2 separate regions of the Mus musculus genome follow, and region 2 is linked to region 1. The links are chromatin contacts, called in public HiChIP or PLAC-seq maps. All regions are on one chromosome and are shown on one strand. The core of a region is the stretch at or near the end of the contact, and the rest is flanking DNA. Distances in the headings are between cores, read along the strand shown.

What was found. HiChIP or PLAC-seq counts read pairs in DNA pulled down with a chosen protein or histone mark.
Region 2: a contact with region 1 is called in an H3K27ac HiChIP or PLAC-seq map of extraembryonic endoderm stem cells. The contact joins the enhancer-like site here to the promoter of Arl6ip5 in region 1. A contact is called at or near these places in 1 of 39 promoter capture datasets (liver), 2 of 484 Hi-C or Micro-C datasets (Th1 cells and liver), 6 of 115 datasets of contacts at active chromatin or transcription factors (effector CD8 T cells, embryonic stem cells, extraembryonic endoderm stem cells and 3 more) and 3 of 9 other capture datasets (adipose tissue, liver and pancreatic islet).

Annotation. Positions count from the first base shown.
Region 1 is chr6:97,206,018-97,213,633 of GRCm38.p6, reverse strand. It overlaps Arl6ip5 (ADP-ribosylation factor-like 6 interacting protein 5), which reads right to left and starts at 2,842. Exons shown (of 3, transcript NM_022992.2): 1 at 2,638-2,842. The coding sequence starts at 2,813.
Region 2 is chr6:97,350,083-97,357,698 of GRCm38.p6, reverse strand. Frmd4b (FERM domain containing 4B) reads left to right here. Exons shown (of 23, transcript NM_001346637.1): 6 at 3,638-3,694; 7 at 4,495-4,517. Among named protein-coding and RNA genes, the nearest start is that of Gm32191, 100 kb to the right of the region's middle. Within about 2 kb of position 3,543, at least 79 of the 459 cell types and tissues checked have an H3K27ac peak or open chromatin away from gene starts, as enhancers often do. A contact at or near this core is called in Th1 cells, extraembryonic endoderm stem cells, liver and 2 more, where this site is marked.

The sequences.
Region 1 (7,616 bases), core at 1,593-4,092:
CAGATAAGCAGTTCCCAGAAGTGCCCAGACCCACCCATCCTCTGCAGCATCCAAAGAGGAGAGTTCTGTTTAGAATGGGGAATGTTCCAGAATCAGCTACGCTTCTCTGATCCCAAAGGTATTGGATTTCTTCCACCTTTCAGGCACTATAATTCTAAACCTCCTGACTCTCAGGAAGATGCCACAGTAGTTAAAGGGACAAGCCTGGGTCTGTGGCTGTAAGTATGTCATTCAACTTCTCTGAGTGTCAGGTTCAATAATGAAGATAGTCATAGTTTAGTGGTGGAACTGCATGGCACAATGCAGTAAAATACTCAGCACACAGTACTTAGCAAAGTACTTAGCACACAGAGCCCTCTATAAAAGTTTATTATAATTAGTTATAAAGAAAGAAAAGAAGAATTTGTGGGGAAAGCTAGAAAGTGCTTAGAGATGTATAGAAAAAGAAACAAATTAAGGTTACAGGCTCAAATTATTCTGGGGTATAAAGAAATTTTTATGTTTCTGGTTGGTCTGGAACTCATGCAATCCTCCTGCCTCGGCCTCTGGAGTGCTGGGTTTATAAGCATAAGCTACTATGCCTTGCCTGCTCTTTGCAGATATATAACAACAGGTACTTTTCTCTTTATCTTCAAAGACGTAGCTAACAATTAATAGTTCTATGTGACATAGAAATGAGAAAGGTGAAGACTCCAGACTGCCAGGTTCAGTGGCCTAAGATCATAATGAGAGAGCTATATTTAGTTAAGAGCTGACTGTGAAAAATGGGTTCTATGAAGGCCACAAGGTGACCAGGGCTGTGCTGGAGTCTGGACATATAATGCTTTGAGTGTGAGGGGAGGGGGATTTTATTTATTTTTTCCTTGTATATTTGATTGGTCTGTGTCAAACCTTTCTATTTAAGAGAAGATAATCCACCCCATAACTAGGTAACCACCAAAGAGGAAGAAAAGAATATGAAAGTTTACAAGAGATGTAAACCCATTATTAGAGTTCTTTGGTTTTGTTTTGTTGGATTTTCAAGATAGGGTTTCTCTGTGTATCCCCAACTATACTCATACTTGCTCTGGAGACCAAGCTGGCCTTGAACTCACAGAGATTCGACTGCCTCTGCCTCCCAAATGCTGAGATCGAAGGCGTGCACCAGCAGTGCCCAGCTAGTTATTTTATTTTAAAGAAGCGACTTTGTGAAGTCTGTCCTCTGGGAAGAAGCAGAGTTTTGGGGGCAGGTTCAGGAACAACTGCCTCTGGCTTTCTTCCCCTGACTAATGGTTGCTCAGCTGCCCGTTTAGTCAGAGTCCGCTAGAGCCTGTGTCCTCTGCACACTACGCCATCCCCAGAGTTGGCAGTTCCTTCAGCCACACACAGCTAAGATCTCACATGGAGCCCACATTTGAGAACCGGTGACCACTCCGAACCACGCCTGGAAATGAGGAAGCTTGCCAGTCTCCTCCGTGCTGTGAGTTTGCTCCTTTTGAGGCTCAGCAAATGCCATGTGTCCCTGGGCCAGAATTCAAGTCTGATTCATCTTGGTGCGCTCAGAGCTTGGCGTGGGATCTGGTGCCCAGAGGTAGCTAAGTAAATAAGCCAGCTAACCTCAGGCCAACTTAAGACAGCGCCTTATCACGCACCCCTTCCTAAGAGCCCCGAGTGTGCATCTCTTCTCTCTCCTTTTTGGGATTGTTTTTTGTTTTTCTCCCTAGCAGCTTCTCTTTCTCTTTGGGTTTGTTCGGAAAGAGAAACCTTAGAAAAGGACTTCTTTTAGGGCAAGAGGGTGTTTTGTAAAACCTTCTATTTAAATTCGTATAAGAGATAATAAAATGGCGAATATAACCATTTATTTTGTTAAAAGGTGGAAGAAGCATTTTTAAAGGGTAACCTACAAGGAAAAACAGCTTCTCAGGAAACAGGTGCGGAAATGTGTACGTGTATGTGCGCCAGAATGTTCACGTATAACCTTACTTAGCACAGGAAACTTCTTAACCAGCATCGAAAAGGCCTTCAGAGATGTTTAAGACCCCAGGCTAAGGAGCAAAGCTAAAGCGACCGTGTCCGGCAACTTCTAGGGGAAAAGAAAATGTCAGGGGGCCTCGTTTCCAGAGTCACCTCACAGGGGAAGATGCGCCACCAGGAGACTCGCATCCGCCTGAGCGGAAGCTCAGTTCTATGTACAGTATAGACAGACATTAGCCGGAGAGGCCACTTAAACACAGCCCTGGGTCCACACCCTGTCACTCCAGGCTTTGCTAGGCAGCCCCAGGACAAGGTTACAACACCACCACATTTTTTCTTATTTTTAAAACACCCACTGTGCTACAAACATCTGACAGGCGAATATCTTCAGCACGGGGACGTGGGAGGGGGTAGTTCTCATTGTCCCAAGTTCTCAGCGTTTTCCTCACCTCTTCCCTCCCAGGGTCCCTGCTCAAGCCTCTAGAGCAAAAAGAGAAAGAAAGGGGACCTCAGAGAGCTGTGGCCTCGCCCTGAGAACAAGTTTCCACTGGGTGGGCCACTTCCCGAGACCCTTCCCTGAGGCAGGCGCTCCGTGTGGACCTAGTCTTGCATTTCGCGATCTTGTCCTCGTGGTCCCTACGTCCTGACCCTGGACAGGTGCTCCAGGCAGAAGACCCCACTTACCCAACAACCGAAATCATCATGGCAGCCACCACCAGGTAGTTGGTCTGGTAATAGAGCAGATTGCTCACTACACGGTTGTTCCATTTGGAAATGTCCCTGAAGTCCGGCCGGGCGAAACGATCAGAGCCCGGGAAGAAATCGTCCCAGGCACGGAGCGGGGCGAGGTTCACGTCCATGTTCCTCTGCTTCGCGAGCTTCGCCTTCGGAATCTGGAGGCGGCGGCAGCGACAACCAGCTGGATGAAAGATGACAGCGGGTCCTTCGGATTGGTTCTGCGGTTAAAGCACGGCAGGGCTCAGAAAATTGGCTGCGGGCGGGTGTGTTGGTCTGTCTGTGATTGGCTGGAAGTGGTTAGTGACTCAGAGCAGTGGGCTTTATCCAATGTTAGGACAAAAAGTAACTAGCGGAAATCCCCTACCTAAACTAAAGGTGGTGTCAGTTCTCTCTGGCAGTTTAAATACAAACCATCTCTTTTTAAACACATCGCTTGTGTGTGTTCTTTGCCCTGAAGGGAGAAAAAAAAAAAAAAAAAAAAAAAAAAAAAAAAAAAAAAAGCAGCTGTTCAGCTGTCAATATAAGTGGAATGGAATGGAAGCCGGCCTCAGTGTCACTGAAGTCCGGTATTGCTAATCTCCCCACATATGCGTGCAATTTTCATGAGTCACTTTGTGTGAAATCACACTAGAAAAAAAAAAAATGGGAGCAAGGGTTTGACTGAAGTGAACTGAAATAAAGTGATTGCCAGCTCGCCTTTTTCTTCGCCCTTCATTTCTGCTGTCCTGTGGCAAAATTACTGAACCGTTGTGCCATCGTTATAGATAGAAGATAGATAGAAGCGGATGACTTCACTTCTTCCTGAGCGAGCTCTTAGCAGCTTCAAAGCAGACAGCTGCTGGAGGTGCTCTGTGTTCCTGGGCAGAAACATGGCTTCCCAGGCCAGAAAGGTTTCTTAGTTTTATTCCAATATTAAACAAATAACATTTACCTAAGAAAACAACTTCTACAAGACCACCAAGCTACACAACCATAACACATACACAGAGAACCTAGCACAGACACACGTAGGCCCTGTGCTAGCCGCTTCAGTTTCTGTGAGCGCCTATGAGCCCTGCTTAGTTGATGCTGTGGGTTGTTTTCTTGTGGTGTCCAGGATCCCCCTGACTCCTAGGCTTCTAAGATGGCAGTGCCTAAGGTAACAGTGTTTCTAAATTTGCAACTGTTAATTTTTAACCAAACTCAAAGTGCTCTACTAAGACCACCAACTTACCCTAAAACAAAGAGTAGTAAAATATACTTGAGGCGAAGTCAGACTTAGTTGTTTAGCTGATTAGAAAGGCAGTTGAGGAAATCATTGGGGGCTTTATGAAAATGTCTTCTGCCACTGGTGTTTAGGATAGCCTGGCAATGGACTCCAGCAATTTACTTTGGAGAAAAGTAGTTCCTAAAAAATCAAAACAAAACTAATTTATTGTGAATGAATGTCTTGCCTGCATTGTGTATGTGCTGTACCCGCATGCTTTGTGCCTGCTGAGGTCAGAAGAGGGTGCCAGAGCTCTTGGAACTGGAGTTACAGATGATTCTAAGCTGCCACGTGGGAACTGGGACTTGAATCTGGGTCCTCTGAAAGGACAGCAAATGCTCTTAACCTCTGAGTCATCTCTCCAGGCCAGTGGAGGAATGTCTTAACTTCCCCCAGCCTTCCTTGATTCTTAGGTAAACCGGGGTTAGTAGAAAATCTGCCACAGAGGCTAAATGAGGGATGTTTGGGAAGTGTTTAGTATATGCAGCATTTACAGATTTTACTGTTATCAGTAATAATACAAACTGGCATGGTGAGGCAGACCTATTCCGGAGACCAAGACAGGAGAATTTTAAGTTCAGGGCTTGTAGGGATTACAAAGTGAGTTCAAGGCCAGCCGGAGCAAGTTGGTAAGATTGTGGCTCAACATAAAAAGCGAGAAGAGTGCTAGAAATAGAGTTCAGTGATCAAACTTGCCTAGCATGGAGCAGCATTGGTCCTGTGTGCAGACCCCATTATTACAAAAACAAACAAACAAACAAACAAACAAACAAACCAAATAGCTAGCAGAGTCCTTAATTTTTCTGGTTGATGTTTACAGTGTTTTAACCTGTTTTCTATACTTTTAAAATAAACACCTGCTGCTGTTGATCTCAGGTCCTGTTGTCATTGATCATTGTGGTTGCCTCTGAATAGATAAAATGGGAGAAAAATGTTGAGACTGCTTAGTACCCTGCTAGCAGGTATTCTAAGGCCTTCCTAATGCTGGTAAGGCACAGTGGGGAGTCACAAAGGGGAAATGCTTGCCTTGCTCTGTCTTCTAAGGGCCTACAGTGCAGGAAATACTCAACTCTGAGACCTTGAGGTGAGTGCTAAATAGAGCCTTGCCAGGCCTCTATTCAGTTACAGGAAATCAGAGGGCGTGGAGGAATTCCCGAAGCTTAAGGCATCAGTGTGGGTAAATAAGCCTTGGTGGGGAGAGAACACAGAGCCCAGCGCCTGTTAGAGAAATCTGTGAGCATTGACAACTTCAGTGAACTTTCTCCTTCCAACTTCTCAGAACTGCAGGAATAAAGGCTGTCAGAATGAAATAGTAGCGTGCTTATTCCTCCATCACAGGCAATCCATACTCAACACACATTAGCTGGCTATATATTTTTATTTATTTGATTAAACCTCCAAAGACAGCGCAACACAGCGGTGCAAGCAAGTTTCTATCCCCCAGCTCCTTGGCAGATAGAGGCAGGAGGATTGCAAATTCAGAACTGTTTGGATAACTTAGTGAGACTCTGTTTCAAAACAAAAAGAAAATGGGTATGGATATAGCTCCAGGGTAGGTTTTTTTCTAGTATGCACCGAGCTGTAGGTTCATCCCTCATTACTACAAATAAAAAGGGAGAAGAATCCAAAGAGGACTGTGTTTGTCATTGTTTTGTTTTGTTTTCTCTTCATAGGTTGAGCCCCTTCCCTCTCTCTGAAAATGGTGAGTGTGCTCTGTCTCTGGTTGGACTATGGTAGGTTTCTGTTTGATCAGTTTTATTTGTTGTTGTTTTTTTTTTTTTTTTTCCCTCTACATTCCTCTACCTTTTCCTCCAACTATTTTAAATGGGAATGAGCACAGATTGAGTCAACTTTACCCCAGGCTCCGTTTAAGAGCTATTACTAGTAGCTATGTCACTATTTTTAGGTGGGGGAGGGGGAGTAGGAGTAAAGATGTTCACTGCATCAGTCTCTCACACCAGATGGCTCAGTGGCTCAGAGTGCTTGCTGCTCTTCCAGAGGACCAGAGGTCAATTCCCAGCACCCACATCACATGGCTCAGAACTACCTGTAACTCCAGCTCCAAGAGGACTGACACTTTTTTTTTTCTGGCTTCTGTGGGAACACACACACACACACACACACACACACACACACATAAATAAACTTTTTTTTTTTTAAATCAGTCTCTTGAGGCTTTTCCACAGGAACTTAAGCTTTAGCAAGCACCATCCTGATAACTCCTCGGCCTGGCCATAGACTATGGAGGATGTCTGTCTAATACTTGATGTCTAATACTTGATGATGTGCTTCACTGTAAAGAAAATAAATCTACTGAGGATTTCGGCCACTTGCCACTACTACTGTCATTATTAACAAAAGGAGGTGGCTCTTTCTAATCAGTTAGGCAGATCTCACGATGTCTGCTGTCAGCTGTCAAAGTGGTGAGTCATGGTGACACACAGATGCAGGACTGACATCTTTGTGAACTTCTTTTGGGTGTGTTGTCTGCATGTACATTTGCACCACTTGTGTGCTGGGTGCCAGCGAGTTGAAGGCCACTGTGTGGGTGCTGGGAATTAAACCTGGGTTCCCTGCAGGCTTTCTTCTTCTTCTTCTTCTTCTTCTTCTTCTTCTTCTTCTTCTTCTTCTTCTTCTTCTTCTTCTTCTCCTTCTTCTGCTATTTTTGTTCTATTTCTAAGGCTCAGTTTCCTCTTCTCACTGTCTGGTTATGACTGAATTTTTAGCTCAATGTGTGCTATTGATGAAAGTAGCTGGGGGATCGTAACAGATGAGCCTTCCTTAAGGTTCAATGAGAGCAGGACAAAGTAGATTGCATGCCTCAAGTGAGTAGTAGCAGCCCCCCCGTCCCCCTTTAATGAGCACCCTAGAAGCTATATCAGGGCACTTCACTGGTTTTCAAACAGTGTGTCCACAAACCACCTCTTGTGATAAAACTCAAACCTGGCATTTGTAACCTTCAAGTAATTCCAATCAAAAACCATATTTGAGAGCCACTTAAAAATTCACTTAATTTTCAATCTTAAAATCGTGAATGTTGTTATTCTCATTTTACAAATGAGGATCTGGAAATACCCAAGGGCTCACAGTTAATAGCTGAGTAGTAAGGGTTTAAATTCAGTTCAGACTTACATATTAAATTTTTTTATCTCACTTTACTAAAAGTGATATGTTTAACACAATTATTCTTTCCTTTCTTGTCTACCAGAATCAGTCATTTACATACAATATATGACTGTGAAGAATAGAGTCAAAAATTCATTCATTTATTAACACTTTCAAGTGACAGGTTATAAATAAATCTCTATACTTTTCATACCTAATCATCTATCTTATCTATCATTCATTTATTTATCTAATATATATCTTGATGTATATATGTATAACAGATTAGTTTTCTGACAGACTGGTGTGACACTGAAGTGTCACAAAGAAAATAAGACTCTTCACCCTATGTCTATTTAATGCTTTAAACTTCATGCCCATAAAAGCAAGGGTTTTGAATCTTCCTGATATATGGAAAACGGAAATTTCTTTCACCAATTTTCCCGGAGAAAAGCACTGGCATATTGGGGTGGCTATTTTAGTTTTTAAATAGAATATATGAACATTTTATGCAATTATGTGTCAACGTATAAGTGTATAAATAAGTAACATATCTAAGTTCATGTGGCATAGC
Region 2 (7,616 bases), core at 2,294-4,793, 140 kb before region 1:
ACACTGTAGCTGTCTTCAGACACACCAGAAGAGGGCGTCAGATCTTGTTACGGATGGTTGTGAGCCACCATGTGGTTGCTGGGACTTGAACACTGGACCTTTGGAAGAGCAGTCGGGTACTCTTACCCACTGAGCCATCTCACCAGCCCCTAAATGTATTCTTAAAATAGATAACTAACAATAGATTGGGAAGCACACTGACTTGTGCCAACAGTTTGCCAGTTGACAACAGATTGTTAATATCCATTGCTCTGGTGTAGAATAAGTTTCCATGAAATATAACATCCGTCTGAGCTGAGCAGAGTGAGGCCTCAGACCTGATTTCCTGCCCTGCTATAGAATGTGTGTTTGTTGATAACCTATAGCTTCATCATTGATGGAGACATTTGGGGTCATTTTGCACTGCCTTGCCTGAACCCACTTTTTACCCAAAGCATGCCTTCGGAAGATTGCTGGGAGAGTGATTGGATAATGAAGTTTTAGGTTAGCTGTGCAGATGGAGCGGGAAGAACACAGGCCAGGAAGGCCAGAGCCACATGTGAGGAGACTGGAAGCTACAGGCCATCCCTCTGATCTTCAGTGTTGACTGAACCCATTGGGTCCTATTTCACTGTATTCCCTTTCTGGTCCTAGGACTTTTCTTTTATTCATCCCCTTAATTGGGGAACCTAGAATTCACCTCATTAGCACAGTGAGATGCGCAGGTACAAGGTGGAAGGTGACCTGGTAGCTGAACTGCCAATGCATCTCTTGGAGCCTTGAGAGTGAAGCGCCAGGACTGTCTCAGCTTACCTTTGTGTGCCCAGCCCCATCCTCCGGCTCCTGATTCTGGCTCTTTGTTTGTTGCTGGCAGCCATGGAAACCCACTGAAGGATGTCCTCACCTTTCTCTGTGAGGAGCTGTCTCTGAGTCTCAAGTGTTAGCTTGCCCTGTATCCGGTTACTCTGTTGCCATGGCGGAGGTAAAAGAAATCTGCCCTGGGCAGTCTACAGTTTTAAAACAGCGTTTGCTACTTCAGGCATGAACTTTTAAGGACTCTTAGAAGTCTTCATTGACTTTTGCCCAATGAAAGTGCTGAGAAACGGGCAGGTGGGTTATTCTTGATGGATGCATTGTTTAGAGAACTCCATGAATGTGTCAGGTTACAGTGATCGGTACTGGGGCCCAGAATGGCTCGCCTCTGATATCAACAGGATGTTATATGTAAGGGGATGTGGAGAATGAGGACTATAAAAGAAAATGGGGCTTTGGCCAAACCCTGTTTTCTTCCCTATCTGGAACAAGATTTGAGACAGTTCTCTCCCTCCCTCTTCCCCACCCTTTCTCACCCCTGCCAAAACTGGGTTTGGACCACATTAGCTAGGAAAGGCAAGCTGGTGTTTGATGCCTCCACGTGATGCTGTCTGAGCCTGGTACTCCCCATGCTTCGGGTCCTCCTTTTAGCATTTTTAATATTTAATGACCCTTCTGAGATGGAGAAGTATGTGGCAGCTTCCTAGGGGATATCTGCTTTAGGTATCTTTTTTTAATCTGTCTGCTGAACTTCCATTTGCTAAATTGAAAAGGTGGTGTCTAGAATACTTTTTAGATGACTCATCTAAGGCTCTGATGAGGCAGACGAAGTCTGTGGGAATCCAGGGTGTTGGTAGGAATTTTCAACTTATTTTATTCGTCTTCGATTTGTAGAATACTCTAGAAAATACACTTTTCTCATCCCTAAGATGTGAAGACAAATTTGACTTTAACTTTGAGGTGTGGCCTGTTTTGCAACTCAGGGATTTATTTTATTTTATTTTATTTTATTTTATTTGTTGTTCTGCTCGCTCCTCTCCTCATTCTCCATGAGTTTCTCTGTGTTCGAATTTAAGGAATTTGACCTTCCGAGAATGTAATCCAATCAACACCCACCTCACCTGGTGGATTACCCACTGTCATCCGTCAGATTAGAAAGCCAGTGTCTTGCTGGGAAGACAGAGGGCCATTGATTCCTGAGCTCAGCCTGGCTTCTCTTTGATTTTATAATCAGTTCCTAGAGATTGTGGGGGAGCTTTGAATTCCAGGGCTTGGGATCCGTGAGCTCTTGAACAAAACCTTTGAAGCAGCTCTTTCTGCCTTGGGTTTCAGAAGGGAGGACCCACTGGGTCTTGATGGGTGAATTAAGTTGGTTTTTTTTCCTAATATAAGGGAACTGATAATATAATTATCACTGTTAGTGTAATACCCTGGGGATTTCCGTTCTCTTCTTTGTTTTTGTTTTTGGTGTTTTAATGGGGATGGAAGCGGGAGAGCTTACAGGAGAGCTCACGGGAGAGCTTACGGGAGAGCTCACGTCAGGACAGCTTCACAGAGCTGCTTCTCTCCCTCAACTCTTGAGTCCCAGGGCTGGAGCTCAGATCCCGGGCTTGCTTACCTCCTGATCTGTCTCACCAGCTCTGGTTCCCCCTTGTCCTTTGCATTCTGTCGGAGAACTCTAACCAAGTTCATGCTGGGAGAAAAAACTTCAATCTTTCCAGAAACCCTCACAAGTATAACGCCCTGTGTAAACATCCTATTGTGCACTGGCTTGAAACTATTTAATGACTCCCCGTGATGGATTTGGAATAAACTAACAAATGCTAGCGCTCCAGTTCAACAGATAAAAGGGAGGAAGAGAAAGTACCAGGCAATGCCCAGGCCTTTAAACACTGTGTGCTTCCAAGCAGTGAGGCTTGCACTTAGCAGGATGGGCTTCGGGGGCATTGTTTCTGCCCGTGTTGAACCTTGCAAGGTCATGTGCCCTGACCTTAAATTCAGAGTTCCTCTACACCTGCTTACGGTTGCAATATTACACGGTGCTGCACTGCCATTTACATATGTCACACATGTAAAGGAGTGAAGGTGCACAGGAGTGTTTAACCCACACTTAAGCATGTCTCAGGACCAAACAAACAACCAAACAACAACAAAAAAATCAGTCTTGTCAATCAAACCCTAGGACTCCAATTTTCCCTGGGATCCTGAAACATGGAGAAGTAAAAGGATGGGGAAATGATGACTGTGAGTTCATCAAACCTTCAGAGCTACAGAACGCTAGACCTCGCTTTCCCTGCTACTGACGTTTAAGACTTCTCAGTTTAGCTAGGATGGCATGACTAGTCACTCCATCGCATGCTCCTGACAATGAAGTGAAATTATGTCTTAATAACGTCTGCCCATGTGTATGCTGAAGTAACCGTGCTGTGACTCAGAGAGGGGAGATTATCTCAGGGAAACCCACAACAAACAAATATAGAAAAATCTGCAGACCTTAAACATTAATTTGCAAGAGGTGAAAGAAAATTAGTCAAGTATATTCATTTAAAAATTGTCAGAATTTTTTTGCCTCAAAGTTACTTATCTTTTCTAAGCAAAATGTCCCTACCCAGTGAACAGAGAGAGAGAGAGAGAGAGAGAGAGAGAGAGAGGAGAGAGAGGCTCTTCCGGTCCTTCCTATCCCTCCCTGAGGTCTCCCTGCTCACCCCCCTCCCTTGCAGTGGTATGGTCTGCATTTGACCGTAAAGTGGAGGTGCCAAGCTGTGACAGATTCTTCAGCTCCACAGCCACTCGCTCCAGCCCAGGGTCGACTGCACTCAGTGATATTCTCCTCTTCCACCCACAGGGGCAAATTGAAGTAGACAGTGAGACCATCTTCAAGTTGGCAGCCCTGGTTTTGCAGGTAAGGGTTCACTCGCTGCCTCTAACCAGCTCCCTTTTGTTCCTTGGTTTCTTGCTAACTGTCTGCAACTGTAAAACTTTTCCGTCGAGCCAGAACCTGATGGATTTTTCAAACCAGTAAATGGCTTATCAGTGAAAGATATGGCCTGCTGATTTCTCTTTTTAAAAATTATTTGCATGAACCAGCATGTGATAGTATTTTTCTAAGACATAATGAAGTTTAGACTGTACTAAGGGAACGGAGTTCTGACCGTATTCCTGGAAAAGGACTCCCAGTCACTTGAACTCCGGAGGCAGCAGTTGTTAGAACAGCTGTAATTTTCATTTAAATTTAGCAACTTTTTTTGTACACGTTTTCTTGAGGTTGTGTAAAGAGACCTTTAATTCTTAAAGGCACTGGCAGCTGAAAAGCAAAGTCATTTCCTGAACTTGTTTAAAAAGTAAATAGTGTGTGTGTTGATTTACCTGGGTCAGAGTCTAAAAAGTGTGGCACTTTAGTGCAAATGTATTTATCCTGTGAACTTAGATATGCCACAGCGATTATCGGTACTTCTGCATATATATATATGAAGAATATATAATATATAAAATATATTTGTATATTAGTCTCTTGTGTTAAGGGTAAGACACATCTCATATATACGTGTATTTTCTTACCAATAGTGGCCTGTGGGCGGTACTCCTTAACCACCTTTCTTAACAGAAAGCTCTGGTCTCTGTGAAGGGGAAAATAAGCAAGAATAAATCATTCACTGAGCTTAGCATAAATACATATTGATCATGTCTTTATTTTTATTTCAGGAAAGCAAGGGAGATTATACCAGGTAACGATTTCTTTTCTGATGTTACTGTGTAGAATGGGGCTCTCCAGTTGTGGAATGAGTTATTTTAAATAATAATGGACACAAAAGCAAAAGAAAGCCTATTTGAGACTGGCTGCTCAGATCTCCCTCTTCCTTCCCGGAGAAACCTGCTCTTTTTGTGAATGACTCTCAGAACGAAACTTTCTCACAGTGTTTCAGGGCAGAGTGACAGGAAACCATAGTTAGAAGCCCTCCAAAGTTTCCAGTATTGTAGTATCACGTTGGTTACCGAGACGAAGAAAACTGTGAAAAGCTTTGCTAACTGGTGCGGTGCTTTTTTTTTGGTAAGCATATAATGATGGTGTGTGTAAGGGGTTCTAACATATGCAGAAACAGATTAAATCCATCAGCTGCTTAGTTAAGGGATTAATAGGGCCTTTCTTTGCAGCTGCCCTGAAGGGACCTCACCCTTCATACACTTGACCCAGCAGCCGCATTGCTGCTGCGCTGACACTAGGGTTAAGTGTCTCGCTGGCCACATCAGCAGAGAGTGTGTGGGTTTTCACCCCTTCCCGTGCTCTCTCTTCTGTGCAGTGGTTGTAGGTAGAGAAGTGGGAACTGTCAAAACTGGGGTGGGGGTGGGGGAGCTCTGGTGGAAAGCAGTGCCCAGGCCTGTGACCCATTGAAAGACTAGCCTTTGCCACGCTAACATTCCACTTCTGATGGCTTCACCCAGAGATTATTTACAGATCGCCTTCCCAAGTGAGGCTTTGTGCTCAGTAACGGGCTGATAAAATAATGCCTTCAGAGCTTGACAGCTTCCAGTCCTTGAAGAATAATCTACTCTCCTCACCATGCACATTCAGAGTGATAGAGCAGGGGTTTCCACTTGACACCCCATTATTCAGTTACTCACCACTCACTCTCATTGAGAGTATATGGTGTGTGTGTTTATGTGAGCCTATGTTTGTGTGTATGTGTTTGTGTGTATATGTGTATATGTGTGTTGTTGTGTATTAGTTATACATAAGGATTGAGTCCATACGCCCATTTCACAGCAGTAAGTCATGCTTTGTTGTTACCCCCTCATCTCACCGTTATCCCCCAACTTCTAACCCACTCATCTTCTCAACCTCTCCTACTTTCATACATATATGTGCACATGTATGTATATGATTTTGTGTATCCATAAAGTCTGTGGTTATATGGGCAGTCATAAAGTCAGTTTATGATGGCCTCGGCCTCTGTAGTGTGGAACGTTTACTCTCCCTTCCCCGCTCCTGACCCTGTGAGGGATGCAGGCATCAGACACTGTAAGCCTCAGTGTTCACATCAGTGAAAGGCAGCCTAGCCTACAGGACTGTTGTGAATTAAATATGTGAAGGTCACTGGGTCAAGGTCAGCAGCCGTCAGCTCTGACTCCACCTCAGCTGTGACAGCGGTTAATTTCCTCTTAATCCACACCAAAATTTTGTCTGGTCTCCTGCCTCCTTCTGAGAAGAGTTTTGAGACAAAGGTGGGTCCATGAAAGCTGTAGTAACAACACAGTGGCAGACAAAAGAGAAAAGGTTGGTGTCACCAGCTTTCCTTAGGGAGAGCCCAGGGCCTGACACAGATGGAGGCTGTGAGTGATCTTCCTTGAGGGATGTACACATTTCGGCTTTAGATGGTAGTTTGCTATTGTTGACTTAGCTCTGTCTTACCCAGCCCTTCCTTATGTTCAACCAGATTCTAGGACTTTCCTTGAGGAGCCCAAGGCTGAAGATGTGTCACATACTCTCTTGAAATTGTCCATCTCAAACCAGGTAGTGGAAGAGAACATGATAAACTGAGTCTTATATACACTGAGCCTCGCACAAACTCTCAGGGTTACCCCAAAGGAGCTGTTTATTCTTTCCATGCCTCCTCTGTGAGTTGGGGTCTTTCTTGAGGAAGTTAGTGGAGTGGAAGAGCTGTAAATTACAAAGTGTACTTTACAAAGGCATTAAGTATTGATAAAAAGAACAAAAGGCATGAGTATCTGTCACTGAAGGTGACAATAGAAAAGAATTCAACATCACCCACCCCTGTCTAATCTCCTCCCTGACGGGCAGTGTATATTCTTCTGCCAAACATTTTTTTTTTAAATAGAACCAATGTAGGAAAATCAGGCAAAATAAAATGATGATCAGTCCATGTCATCATGGTTAGAGCAAAGACCTACAGTTGGCCTCTACAAGGCCAACAGGCTCATTCAAACCCTAAGACTTCCATGTACTGCCTGCATAATCTGAAAAAAAAAAAAACTTACCTCCCCAAACCTTAGTTTCCTGGAACATGAAAGACAACTTGTAATAATTGTAAGCATGCCATAGGTTGGTACAAGGATTGAATTAATATTTGTGAGATGACCGGAGTTGTTCTGGAATTATCACTTTGATATACCATCAGAATGCTTGTTGGTTGCAGTTGTTTTTAGACAGTGTCTCATGTAGCCTAAGCTGGCCTGAAACTTACTGTAGAGTCATAGATGACCTTGACCCCCTGACCCTCCTGCCTCCCCTTTTTCACTAGTGGAATTACAGGCATTGCCGATATATATGCCTAAATGGATAGACATGTGTACCATTCTCCTGTTACAAATGCGAGTTGTTGCCCATGTTTTAGCGATTGCAAATAATGTCGCGGTGAACATCTGTGTGTATCTGAGCCTGACATTATTCCAGTGTGTGTGTGCATGTTTGTGTGTGTGTGTTTAAGATAGATTTTATTTCTTTTAAAAAATTTTTTTTATATTTATTTGTGGGGAGGGGACAAATCACAGTTCACATGATGTAATGAAACTTGGTGGCAATCAGGCTTGAGCCCCCCCACCCCCACCCCTCAGTTAATTGCTCTCAGACATCCAGAGAAGTTCCTTTCCCATGGGAAATAGGGACATTTTTATAGCACCACCATAAATTGGTAAGATTTCCTTCCATTTGAAGCTAGGTGTTAAACCAGACCCTTATTCTGACCCAGAAGTGAAGTGAAAATCTAAGTCCTTCCACTTCCGAACAGAAGCATCCCAACACTTAGTTACTTGGTAACCTCAGCTTTCAGGATCTTAGAAACAAAACCAAACGAAACCCCCTTTTGCCT